Linked DNA regions of Mus musculus: regions 2 and 3 are each linked to region 1. Evidence: chromatin contacts called from public HiChIP or PLAC-seq and Micro-C data. All regions are on one chromosome and are shown on one strand. The core of a region is the stretch at or near the end of the contact, and the rest is flanking DNA. Distances in the headings are between cores, read along the strand shown.

Evidence for each region. A called contact is a pair of places that touch in the nucleus more often than the background predicts. HiChIP or PLAC-seq counts read pairs in DNA pulled down with a chosen protein or histone mark.
Region 2: a Micro-C map of stem cell-derived neurons shows a contact between it and region 1, with 5 times the contacts expected there. The contact joins the enhancer-like site here to the promoter of Fez2 in region 1. A contact is called at or near these places in 2 of 39 promoter capture datasets (the 3T3-L1 cell line and hematopoietic stem and progenitor cells), 1 of 15 datasets of contacts at CTCF or cohesin (the NIH/3T3 cell line), 4 of 484 Hi-C or Micro-C datasets (cerebellar granule neurons, muscle stem cells, palatal mesenchyme and 1 more) and 3 of 115 datasets of contacts at active chromatin or transcription factors (differentiating embryonic stem cells, extraembryonic endoderm stem cells and trophoblast stem cells).
Region 3: a contact with region 1 is called in an H3K27ac HiChIP or PLAC-seq map of extraembryonic endoderm stem cells. The contact joins the enhancer-like site here to the promoter of Fez2 in region 1. A contact is called at or near these places in 2 of 39 promoter capture datasets (the 3T3-L1 cell line and hematopoietic stem and progenitor cells), 1 of 15 datasets of contacts at CTCF or cohesin (the NIH/3T3 cell line), 3 of 484 Hi-C or Micro-C datasets (cerebellar granule neurons, erythroblasts and nephron progenitors), 3 of 115 datasets of contacts at active chromatin or transcription factors (embryonic fibroblasts, extraembryonic endoderm stem cells and trophoblast stem cells) and 1 of 9 other capture datasets (adipose tissue).

The regions. Positions count from the first base shown.
Region 1 is chr17:78,416,483-78,419,834 of GRCm38.p6, reverse strand. It overlaps Fez2 (fasciculation and elongation protein zeta 2 (zygin II)), which reads left to right and starts at 1,683. Exons shown (of 8, transcript NM_199448.3): 1 at 1,683-2,002. The coding sequence starts at 1,752.
Region 2 is chr17:78,600,070-78,603,421 of GRCm38.p6, reverse strand. It overlaps Vit (vitrin), which reads right to left. Exons shown (of 14, transcript NM_028813.2): 9 at 1,516-1,578. Among named protein-coding and RNA genes, the nearest start is that of Gm32573, 13 kb to the right of the region's middle. Within about 2 kb of position 1,596, at least 32 of the 459 cell types and tissues checked have an H3K27ac peak or open chromatin away from gene starts, as enhancers often do. A contact at or near this core is called in stem cell-derived neurons, where this site is marked.
Region 3 is chr17:78,578,902-78,582,253 of GRCm38.p6, reverse strand. It overlaps Vit (vitrin), which reads right to left. Exons shown (of 14, transcript NM_028813.2): 6 at 2,823-2,900. All of the region lies in intron 1 of Gm32573 (a long non-coding RNA gene), which reads left to right. Among named protein-coding and RNA genes, the nearest start is that of Gm32573, 7.7 kb to the left of the region's middle. Within about 2 kb of position 1,568, at least 6 of the 459 cell types and tissues checked have an H3K27ac peak or open chromatin away from gene starts, as enhancers often do. A contact at or near this core is called in extraembryonic endoderm stem cells, where this site is marked.

The DNA.
Region 1 (3,352 bases), core at 434-2,933:
CCATCTTCTCTAGTTTTGAATATAAGTGCTTGAAATTGTTTTTCTCAGATAACTTTTCTTTCTTTCAAAATTTAGTTTAAGTTAAAACTTTACAAAAATCTTTTCCCTCTCAGCTCCCCCGGCCCCTAAATTCATGGCCTAATTTTCTTTAACTACCACTGGCACATGTACAAACTAACCTTTCTTAATCTATCAAGTGAGGAAACTCCTTCACACATGATCATTTTCATAAAGGTCTCTAGGAGCTGGTAGGAAGTAAAATAGGTATAAAGTAGATAAGTTTGAGTGAAGCCAACGTACAAAATTAGGCTCTATGGAGTGATAAAGGAGGCCGGCTTCCTCCTCAGGGGGCCCCTGGTGATGGACTGTGTAAACCCGAAGCTGGTGCTTTGGTTCAAGCTAGAAGTTAGCTGAAGGGAGCAGCCTGTCAGGAAGGAGAAGAAGTGCTGACAGGACATACTGAGTGAAGGGGCGAGGGAACAGAAACTTGAAACTGGGTAGTTTCTAAGAAAGGCTGAGTCAAAGAGTCTAGAGAAAGGCTGGGTGGAAGAGCATGGTACCACAACATGGCAGAAATGGGTCTCCTGTTGAATGTCTTCTTACATTCTACCACTTAACACTTCCTTTTACCCAAGGAGGGGCAGGTATTGTTTGCAAGGAAATTCATTGGGCATTTTGTATTTAATTATATATAAAACGAGCTCACTGGATTGAGTTGCCCAATAAATTTTTATACAATTCCTGAGTAGACACTATATATGTATATATATATATATATACATATATATTCCCTTTTAAAATGTACTTTTCTCTCATACAATCCCTTTGACTGCAGTTCCCCCTCCCTCAACTCCTCCCAGTTACCCCCTTCCCCCTCTTCCCCAGCTGCATTGCTCCTCTGTTTTATAACATTTTATAATATATTATTGAAAGATGTTTCACCCACCTGAATGACACATTTGAAGGAATAATGATTCTGTCTATTATTGGGCATTTACTGCATCTGCCTACTTTCCTTGATTTTTGTTGTAGTTAAATGCATGTGATAAAACTATAATCCTAGCCATCTTCAGGGTACAGTGTATATGGCATACAACAATCACTGCTCTTTACCTTCATGGATAATTTTATTTTGCAAATAAACAAACAAATAAGAAGCTAGGTCTATGAAAAGAAAGCTTTCCATACCTCAGCCATGCTTTTACAAGATTTAATTTTCATTAAATTTTAAAGGTCGGGCTACAGTAATGAAGAAGTGACCATGCATAGCAAGCAGGTGAGTATTTATTGTTGAGGCATTTTCTAAGTACTTTGAGCATATTCACTCACATAATTATTAGCAAGCATGCGTTTTGCACATGGGAGAGATGTATTTGTGGAATGGATTTTGGTACCAAGCAAACATTTCCCAGTAAATCTTGTCAATCTAGATGGAGTGTTAGAAATGTTCCTATGGGGCAAAAATCTGACAGTAAGTAGGTTTAAAGAAGTCTTCCTTTTAGCCACTTTTAGACAGGGACACTGAGGGAAGTTGTTTCTAAATGCTCAAGAACATCGGAAGTGACTCAACTCGGTTAAGGTCTTCCAGAAGACTCAGGAAGGGAAGACTTTAAAGTCAGCTTGGGTCTCCGCTCAACCAAGAGCTGGAGGACAAGGGGCGTGGCCTCAAGTGGGCGGGCACCGTTGGGGCGTGGCCTGGAAGCGACAGGGCGTGGCTGTCTGACCGGGGCGGGGCGCCGGCAGCGGGCGCGATGGCGGCTGACGGGGACTGGCAGGATTTCTATGAGTTCCAGGAGCCGGCCGGGAGTGTCCAGGAACAGGAGAACTGTAACGCGAGCCCGGAGGCTGGCGCGGGGGCACACGCGGGCGGCGACAGCTTCCCGGCGCTGGCTTCCAGCCTGGAGGAGAAGCTGAGCCTGTGCTTCCGCCCCACGTCGGAGGCCGAGCCCCCACGGGCGGCCGTGCGGCCCATCACGGAGTGCAGCCTCCTGCAAGGGGACGAGTGAGTGCGGGCCCCGGAGCGGGCGGGCGGGCGGGAGCGGCCCCAACCTCGCCCTGCCCCCGCCGCAGCCGGGAGTCCCCACAGGCCCCGCCCCGCGCCCTCCTTCTTCCTCGGTCGCTCTGAGCCCCGCCCCGGGGCTGCCGGCCTGGCCCTGGAGTTTAAATGCCCGCTGTTGCCCTGCCTTCCTTCCCCTTGAACCCTCCTGCAGACCCCTGTGTGCTTCCTTGTGGAGACCCTGCCTCCTGGGGCACGTGTGGCTCAGTTCATTCATTCAACTCGCTTTTCTTAAAGCCCCTGTCATGGGGCCTGGCACTGGGGATGCCGAAGTGGGCATTGCTCCTCTCAAGTAGGACACAAAGTGGGATGGGACATAGGTTGGTTAAGCACATGTTTTCCGAGTGTAATGAGTACTTTGATAGGTATTTGTACCGGATACGGGAGATTTCAAAGGGGATGTCCGAATGAAGACTTTATAGCCGCTAACTGAATCCTTGATGGAGATCTGGGAGTTAGGCAGAGTGCAGAGGTGTGAGTTACCATTGAAGTTATAGAAGTCTCTTGGGCCCACAAGAACAAACTGTCACAGAGGCAAAAAGTAAATGGTAGCCCTTACTAATGATATCTAATAGTGTATCCAGAAGACCAGTGCACAGCAGCAATGGCTCCCGTTTTCTCTGTGATTAGCTTCAGTGTGATGACATTCACAGGGGTTGATGAAAGCGCTTTATTCAGACACTTTTAAACCCAATTATTGTTTGTTTACACGAGAGTTGTAATTATGTACCGCATCTTTTCGTGAAAATCTAGCCAAAAGAATGGTGCGAGCCAGTGAGCTCGAGTGTTTTGTTTGCAGGGTGAGTGGAGACCCTAAGAGTACTGGCCCTCTTGGAAGGTGATGGGTAGGACCCGTTTCCAGAACATTGGGAACACAATGGTGGCCGGAGACACTACATGTTAGTGAGGAGAATTGAAACAACAGCATTTTTTATTACATCTTAATAATTTTGTGTGAGTACTTGTGTGATTGTGGACGGGTAAAGCAAGCCTGTCAGACGCATCCTTGGAGTCAGACCACTTGTACAGTCAGCTTCTCTCTCTCTCTCTCTCTCTCTCTCTCTCTCTTTTTTTTTTTTTTTTTTTTTTACAGATCCCAGGTCTCCGGGGTCATTGGTCTTGCTTGATGCCCGGTATCTTTAGGCACCAAAACCATGGGAGGAATTCTTGAACTATGATAAGATTCATGGCATTAAAGAGTTTTAATTTCTCAAGGAATTAGGAAATTTACCAAGAGAGAGCAGAGAGAGAGGACCTATGCTAACATGGGTGACTAGCCATGTTCTCCTCAAGGGC
Region 2 (3,352 bases), core at 347-2,846, 180 kb before region 1:
TCAGTATTAATGGGTGGAATCGGGCCAGTAGGAGTTCAGTATTGGTGTCTTATTTACGGCCACAAGAAAGGTTCCGGATGAAGACGAAAGGTCAGATGTGTGGTGTCTCAAGGAATCGACACGCTGCTAATAATTCTGTGCTACCGCTCTCTGCAATGTAGTTCTATAGATAAACTCATGCTTTGGGCTATAGAACGCACCAGGTCCATGTTTTGTAACTTTGGATGATAGCTATCAGAGGCACGCCCAGGTCACAGGTGTTAGAAAGTTCCCACAAAATAACCCGCGAGCCACTCTCAAGGACCACTGGTAACTATGGCTGCAGGATCAGTCAGTGGGTCTGGGATGGAGGCTCTTGTTTCTACCTTTGTTTCAGCTGCCTAGTGGCAGCTTTAGGTCGATTTGTAGGTGCTCTCTTTGGTATGTTGGAAGAGACTACACTTCTCCGCCTTCCCTCTCTCCCCAGTCCCTCCTCTGATACTCGCAGGCGTTTTCTCCCCTGCCTAGCGAGGCTCATCATATGTGCGCCTTCTGTTTGGTTTCAACCTTATCTACATTCCATTTACCAGATACATAATAGAGTCTCTGCTTTGAACCACACAGTTCATCTTCCAACTCTAAATGTTTTTAAGGCATTTTAATACCCATTTAACATTCTTTCTTCTCTTTAATTTGACGAAGAAAGACAGAATATGTATAGTCACTGTCATCTTCCTCCCCGACTCTGAATTTCAGACTGAAGCGTCCCATCTCGTCCAAGTTTTAGATCTTGCTATTGGGCTGAATATCTCACGGCAAATGACAGGCATAGACAGCCTTCCTGTCCCCAACCCTGGTCCGACCTGTGTTCCTCACCACAGTGACATTTATCTAGTCACACAAGTCATTTTTTTTTTTACAGTATGAATTAGATCTATGCGTTTACCGAGTGTGTGTGTGGGAGGGCATGACGATGTCACGGCGCAGCGTGTAGATCAGAGGAAGCCCCGGAGCACCGTGGGTGGAACCCAGGCCGTTAGGCTTTGCAACAAAAGCCTTTGCCAGCCAAGTGGCCTCCAGATGTCATCTTTAACTGTCCTGTCTCCTGCCCCACTCCAAACTTATAGATTCTTCCTCTTCTATCTTTCTTGACTCTACCAGTTTCTCTAATTTCTGGTTAACTCCAAGGCCTGGCTTTTCTGACTCCCATGGTACTCCACCCCTGACGATCAGCCCGTCAATCCTTTTCATCCACCCTTCCTGCCCCCACATCTCTTCCCAGTCTTCGCCCTGTTGCCATGGTGACTTACAAAACCAAAAAAAAAAAACCCAAAAAACCCTTGATCCTCTACCCCTCATACATATACTTTAAATCCTTCAAAAGCTCTCCATTCTCCTTAGAACAAAGTGTCAGAAGGTAGAAGCTCAATAGCTGTGCGGTAGGAGAGAGGTGGGTCTGAGTGAAAGTCAGTACGCAGAGGAGAGGAGAGAGATGTTCAAACCACCCCGGGGTCCCCAGCTCTTCAGTTAACTCACTTGGATCTCCCTGCGGCACTGGCTCCGAAGACTGTGTGCTGAGTTCTTCTTTTGGCACAAATCCTGGAAAGAGAAGCAAAAGCTGCTGTGATTTCCAAGCTTTGGAAGCGCCTGGCCTTACCCCCAGAGAACGGGACAGAGCGGACATTCATACCCAGCTCTGGGTCTTGGCTTCCAGCTGCCTCTTCTCTACCCAGGGCCCATCCTGAGGAACCTAAGTACCGACAGCCCGCCCAAGGGTGCTGTTGGGTCTTCAGGGGGCTCTGTTCCGCTCTCGTTTTAATTCGTTCTATCTGAGTTCTGGTTTATTTATGTGAAAACATTACAGATGTGTAGGTATAAATGATTATTCTCTAAAATTCTGAAAAATTTGAGGTCAGGAGAAGTGAGTTTGTCTCGTCCAAAGCTTTCCTCTGCTCAGTACCTATGGGTCTTTGGCTAAATTTGGGTGACAGAGGCACTAAACAAAGACGTTTAGTTAGATGTGTGAGGGCGATCTGGAAAAGGTTGTGTGGGCCCCAGAGAGGAACACAGTTCAAGTAGAAGGGCAGAGAAGACAGCCTCTCGCCCCCAGCACCTTAAGGCTGGAGACAGAGATACACAATGCTCATGTTTGGAGAGGTTGTATGAGGGTGAGGTTCAGCTAGGCAGGGGTGGGGCCGCTTGTTAGGGCTGGGCACACAGAGGGTGACAATAAGCACGGATCTCTTAGGATAGCTGTGACCAGCGAGTTTCTCAGAGGCAGCAAACATGTGCAGGAAACAGTTTTCAGGAGGCCTAGTTCTGGAAGTTTCCAGCAGTGGGAACAGGTGTGGAAGTGAGCTCTCTCTCTCTCTCTCTCTCTCTCTCTCTCTCTCTCTCTTTCTCTCTCTCTCTCTCTCAGTGTGATTTCATTTTCCTGTTAAAGGTCAGCCAGCTCTCCATACCTCCTCACGTCATTTGGAAATACTCTTTTGGTGTCTAACGGTATTTCTCAGCCAGATGCTTTGCAAGGACATGTCTCAATGCTCTACTATAGTGTGTGTGTGTGTGTGTGTGTGTGTGTGTGTGTACTTAGTGCTAAGTTTAGAGGTTGGTCTTTCGTATCCCTGTCTCACCTTGCTTCGAAGGCTTTGTTAGAGGGTCAAATATTGAATGTGGTATTCAGTTAAACACACACACACACACACACACACATTGATGAGAATGGAAAACGTCATACCATGTTCCTTCCTTCCTTCCTTCCTTCCTTCCTTCCTTCCTTCCTTCCTTCCTTCCTTCCTTCCTTCCTTCCTTCCTTCCTTCCTTTCTTTCTTTCTTTCTTTCTTTCTTTCTTTCTTTCTTTCTTTCTTTCTTTCTTCCTTCCTTCCTCTCTCTCTCTCTCCCTCTCTCTCTCTCTCTCTCTCTCTTTGTTTTTTGTTTTGTTTGTTTGTTTGTTTTGAGACAGGGTAGACCAGGCTGGCCTTGAACTCATAAATCTACCTGCCTCTGCTTCCCAAGTGCTGGAATTAAAGGCATGCGCCACCACACCCGGCTTCTCTCTTTCTTTTTTAAAATTTTTATTTAAAATTTTAATTTAAACTTTTAAGACAACGTCTTACTAGGTAGCCTTGGTTGGTCTGGAGCTCACTATGTAGACCAGCCTGGCCCCAAACTCACAGAAATTCACCTGCATTAGCCACCTGAGTGCTGGGACTAAAGGCATGCAGCACCGCCAGGCAGCCCTTCTGAATACCATTCTCACAGAAGCAGACGTTAATAAAGAACTTCAGTGCGTGCTGCCAGGAGAAGCGAGGGTCTAAACCCATCTTGCAGTGAAATCACATACTCCAGCCTTTGCCTTCTCTTTCCCTTTTGG
Region 3 (3,352 bases), core at 319-2,818, 160 kb before region 1:
CTAGGAAACATTGTATGCAGCGTGCTGAGACCTGAGCCACAGTTGGCCTAATCTACTTCTTTTCTCTTTTGCTCACTAAAGGATTTCTTTCTTTTTACTTAGCAACGAGGCCATTCTTTCATAGCTCTCACTGGAATATCATGTATAAATTAGTAAGAACTTGCCCCGTGTGGACACGTCCTTTAAAGACAGAATGAGACCCCACACATCCCTTTGATATTGGCATGCGCATTATTTAGCTTGGGTCTGGCCCACAGAAGGGCCTCAGTACCTGTGAGCGGATGGATGGATGAAGAAGAAATGTGCAAGGACAAGTGTGAATGTTCTAGAAATAAGGAACAGACAATAACACCTGGTGATATGTCCCAGGAGGTTGAGGAGGTATGGTAATGGGGACAGGTGACAACAGCAATGGCTGTGTTTTAACACTGGGACTTTTGCATACTTTATAGATTTAAGTTGAGGTGGGAGGGGCACAAATACCCCATGACTCACCACACTACAGATACTACATAGGCATATAGACAAGGGTTTGGTGTGTGAAGGCAATTCAGTTCTGCCAAGGCTGGTGTAGATAAGGGGAGCTTTGGACCGGCCTCTACTACCTGGGGCTTCAAAATCTGAAGCAGCATCTCTTACCTACCCTGGTTCCCTGCTCTCTTCTCACAACAGTTACCTGGTTTAGGATGCCGCAACCCATCAGCCTCTAAGGAACCACTTATAGCCAATCACACCCTTGGGCAAGTGGCTAAACTCTTCTTTATCTGAAACCTGGAAGATACTGCCTCAGGCTCTTGCAGTTCAGAGATCTGGCACAGAGAGGAGTCAGAGCTGTGGTCATTGGATGTTGTGTGCCCCCGCCCCCCTTTTGTGCATCCTCAGCTTTTAGGTTTGGATTGAGGGATGAAGCCAGAGGACCTGAAAACTACTTTGTATGCCAGATAATTTGTCTGAGCTTTCCATGCTGGCGACCATTCCAGGTTAATCTGCACGGTGACCACACCCAAGTCTCCCCAGGCAGTGAGCTGGAAGAAAAGGACCAAGAAAAAAACATAGGGAGAGGCCAGGAGCCATGCTTGTGTGGGGTTGCTTAGGTGACAGTGTGTGTCCTTCTTTCCTCCTGTCTCCCCAAGCCTCAAGAACTGGTAAAGATGGCCGACCCATTTCCTGCCAGTCTTTCTGAGGTAGAACAGTCACAGGTATATCCTAGACCTGTGGAGAGGATTTTGCAGAGGCACTAGGGTAGTATTCTGGAAGGCTAGAGGCACTTTCCCCTCAGAATAAAAAGGGAGAGAGGGTCTTGCTCGACACATGTATCTGAAGTCAGAGGCTTACTTGGCTCTGGCAACTCTCTACACGTGAGATCTCTGAGGTCATCAGTGCCATTAAGACACCCCAGGGCCAAAGACCCTCAACAGCTACAGGCAGAGTGAGAAAGAGGGTAACCTCACCTCAGACTCAGGACTGCCTCAGGGCAGTCCAGAGAGAAAGAAGCCCAGGGTTCTGAGTGCAGAGACTGCTGGTTCCTGGGCTGGTATGCCAGGAATGGCAGAAAGGGATGGGGACAGGACGATAGTAGCCGCGATAAAACAGAAAGCAGTTATCTACACAATTCACCTATTCAGAAATCACCATAGGGGCAGAGGAGGTAAACTTGGGCGAAGTAGAAACTATCAGGAGGCTTTGCCACTCCTTCTTTGTGTCCTCACCAAAAGAAGACAGGGCTGATCTCAGATCTGATTCTTAAGGTGAGGAACAGGACAGCTATGTGCTTGCAACTCAGTAAGTATGTCACGATCACATCTGTGATCAAAGTGTCACTGAAGGTATAGGTGAAGCATTGACAAGCTGTCAACCCAACAACAAGTATGCTTGTAAAGGCTCGTCGGGTATAGCATAGTCACTTAGAGAGCGGTGTTTGGAGCCACACTGTCTGTGTCTGACTCTCGGCTTCGCTACTTCCTTGCTGTTTGTCAGCAAAAATTTACACAACTTCTCTAAGCTGTGTTTTCTGCAAAACTGTGCCTTAGGGCGAAGAACAGGGCATCTTGGTAGTAATTTGGCCTGACTAAAAAAAACTACTTATCTTGTCACAGTGGCTCACACACAGCAAATATTTAAGAAACGCCAGCTCTTGAAATTCCAGAGCTATGTCCAGCCTACATCCATGAGCAGAACATGAACCAAGTCCACTCACCGCCATGTTTCTGGAATGCCAAGCTCCGTGAGAGAGCAACTGTGTGAGAAATCAAAGCACCTCTTAAGAGAACACCAGGGAGGGCACTGTTCTGGATTTAGCATGGAAACTTGGGAAGAGGAATTTCTTAGTCTCTGCCCTCCCGAGGAGGCTGCCTTGGCTAAGCCCCAGAGATGTGTGTTTTGCACTGATTCAGATTCATTGCTTTGATTGCTTGCTGTTAGTGGATAAGGCTCACCGTCCCCTCTCCTTCCTGCCCTCCCTTTGCTTTATGGCCAAGCAGAGGCATCCTTTTCCCTTTTAGTTGCCGGGAAACGCTTCTAGGCATAAGGTCTGATCACGGTCTAAAGTAACAATACCATAAAATTCAAGGCCACAGTCATACCGAATGGAAACGACACAAATACAGACAATATCGAATCGTGAGAACAACAACAGGAAAACATCCCACTCCCAAGCCACGCTGTCTGATCGCATCGATTGAGGTGCCAGGTTCCTGGCATTGATTAAAGAAAGCAACATGAAGGTCAGCGGAGCTTGACTGGGTAAGATGTTATTTTCCATATCATCTTCTAGAATGCAACATTGCGTGCTCATCTTGGATGAAATAACACATGGCACTTGCCTGCTTTAGCAGCTGCAGTTTTCGATGATGAATATGTAAGAGTCGATGGGTAGGCTACACCCTTTTGGGGCTTACTTTCTGCAAAAGAAAAAAAGAAAGGAAGAAAGGAAGAAAGGAAGAAAGGAAGAAAGAAAGAAAGAAAGAAAGAAAGAAAGAAAGAAAGAAAGAAAGAAAGAGAGAAAGAGAGAAAGAAAGAAAGAAAAATTTATTTCTGGGGTTTTCAAATCTCTCAGCTACGATAAGTTGGATCATCTCTAATTTATTCCTCTCGAGTTCGCTAACATCTGTCGCCCTTGCACGGGGTCGATTACAATAAGAAAGTCAAGTGGCATTTTGTTTTCCCGCGGAACACGTTTTTATTAATAATAGAATGGAAGTAATAAAACCCCCATGACTCAGAGCTGCCTAACATTCGCAGTTTCTTATTTTGCTCCTGAAGATGCATGCGGCACGTAAGCTGAGTGGTTTTCCACCCACACGGCGTTGAGTGCTCAATTACAATGGTAGATGGATGGGAAACACTGTACTAC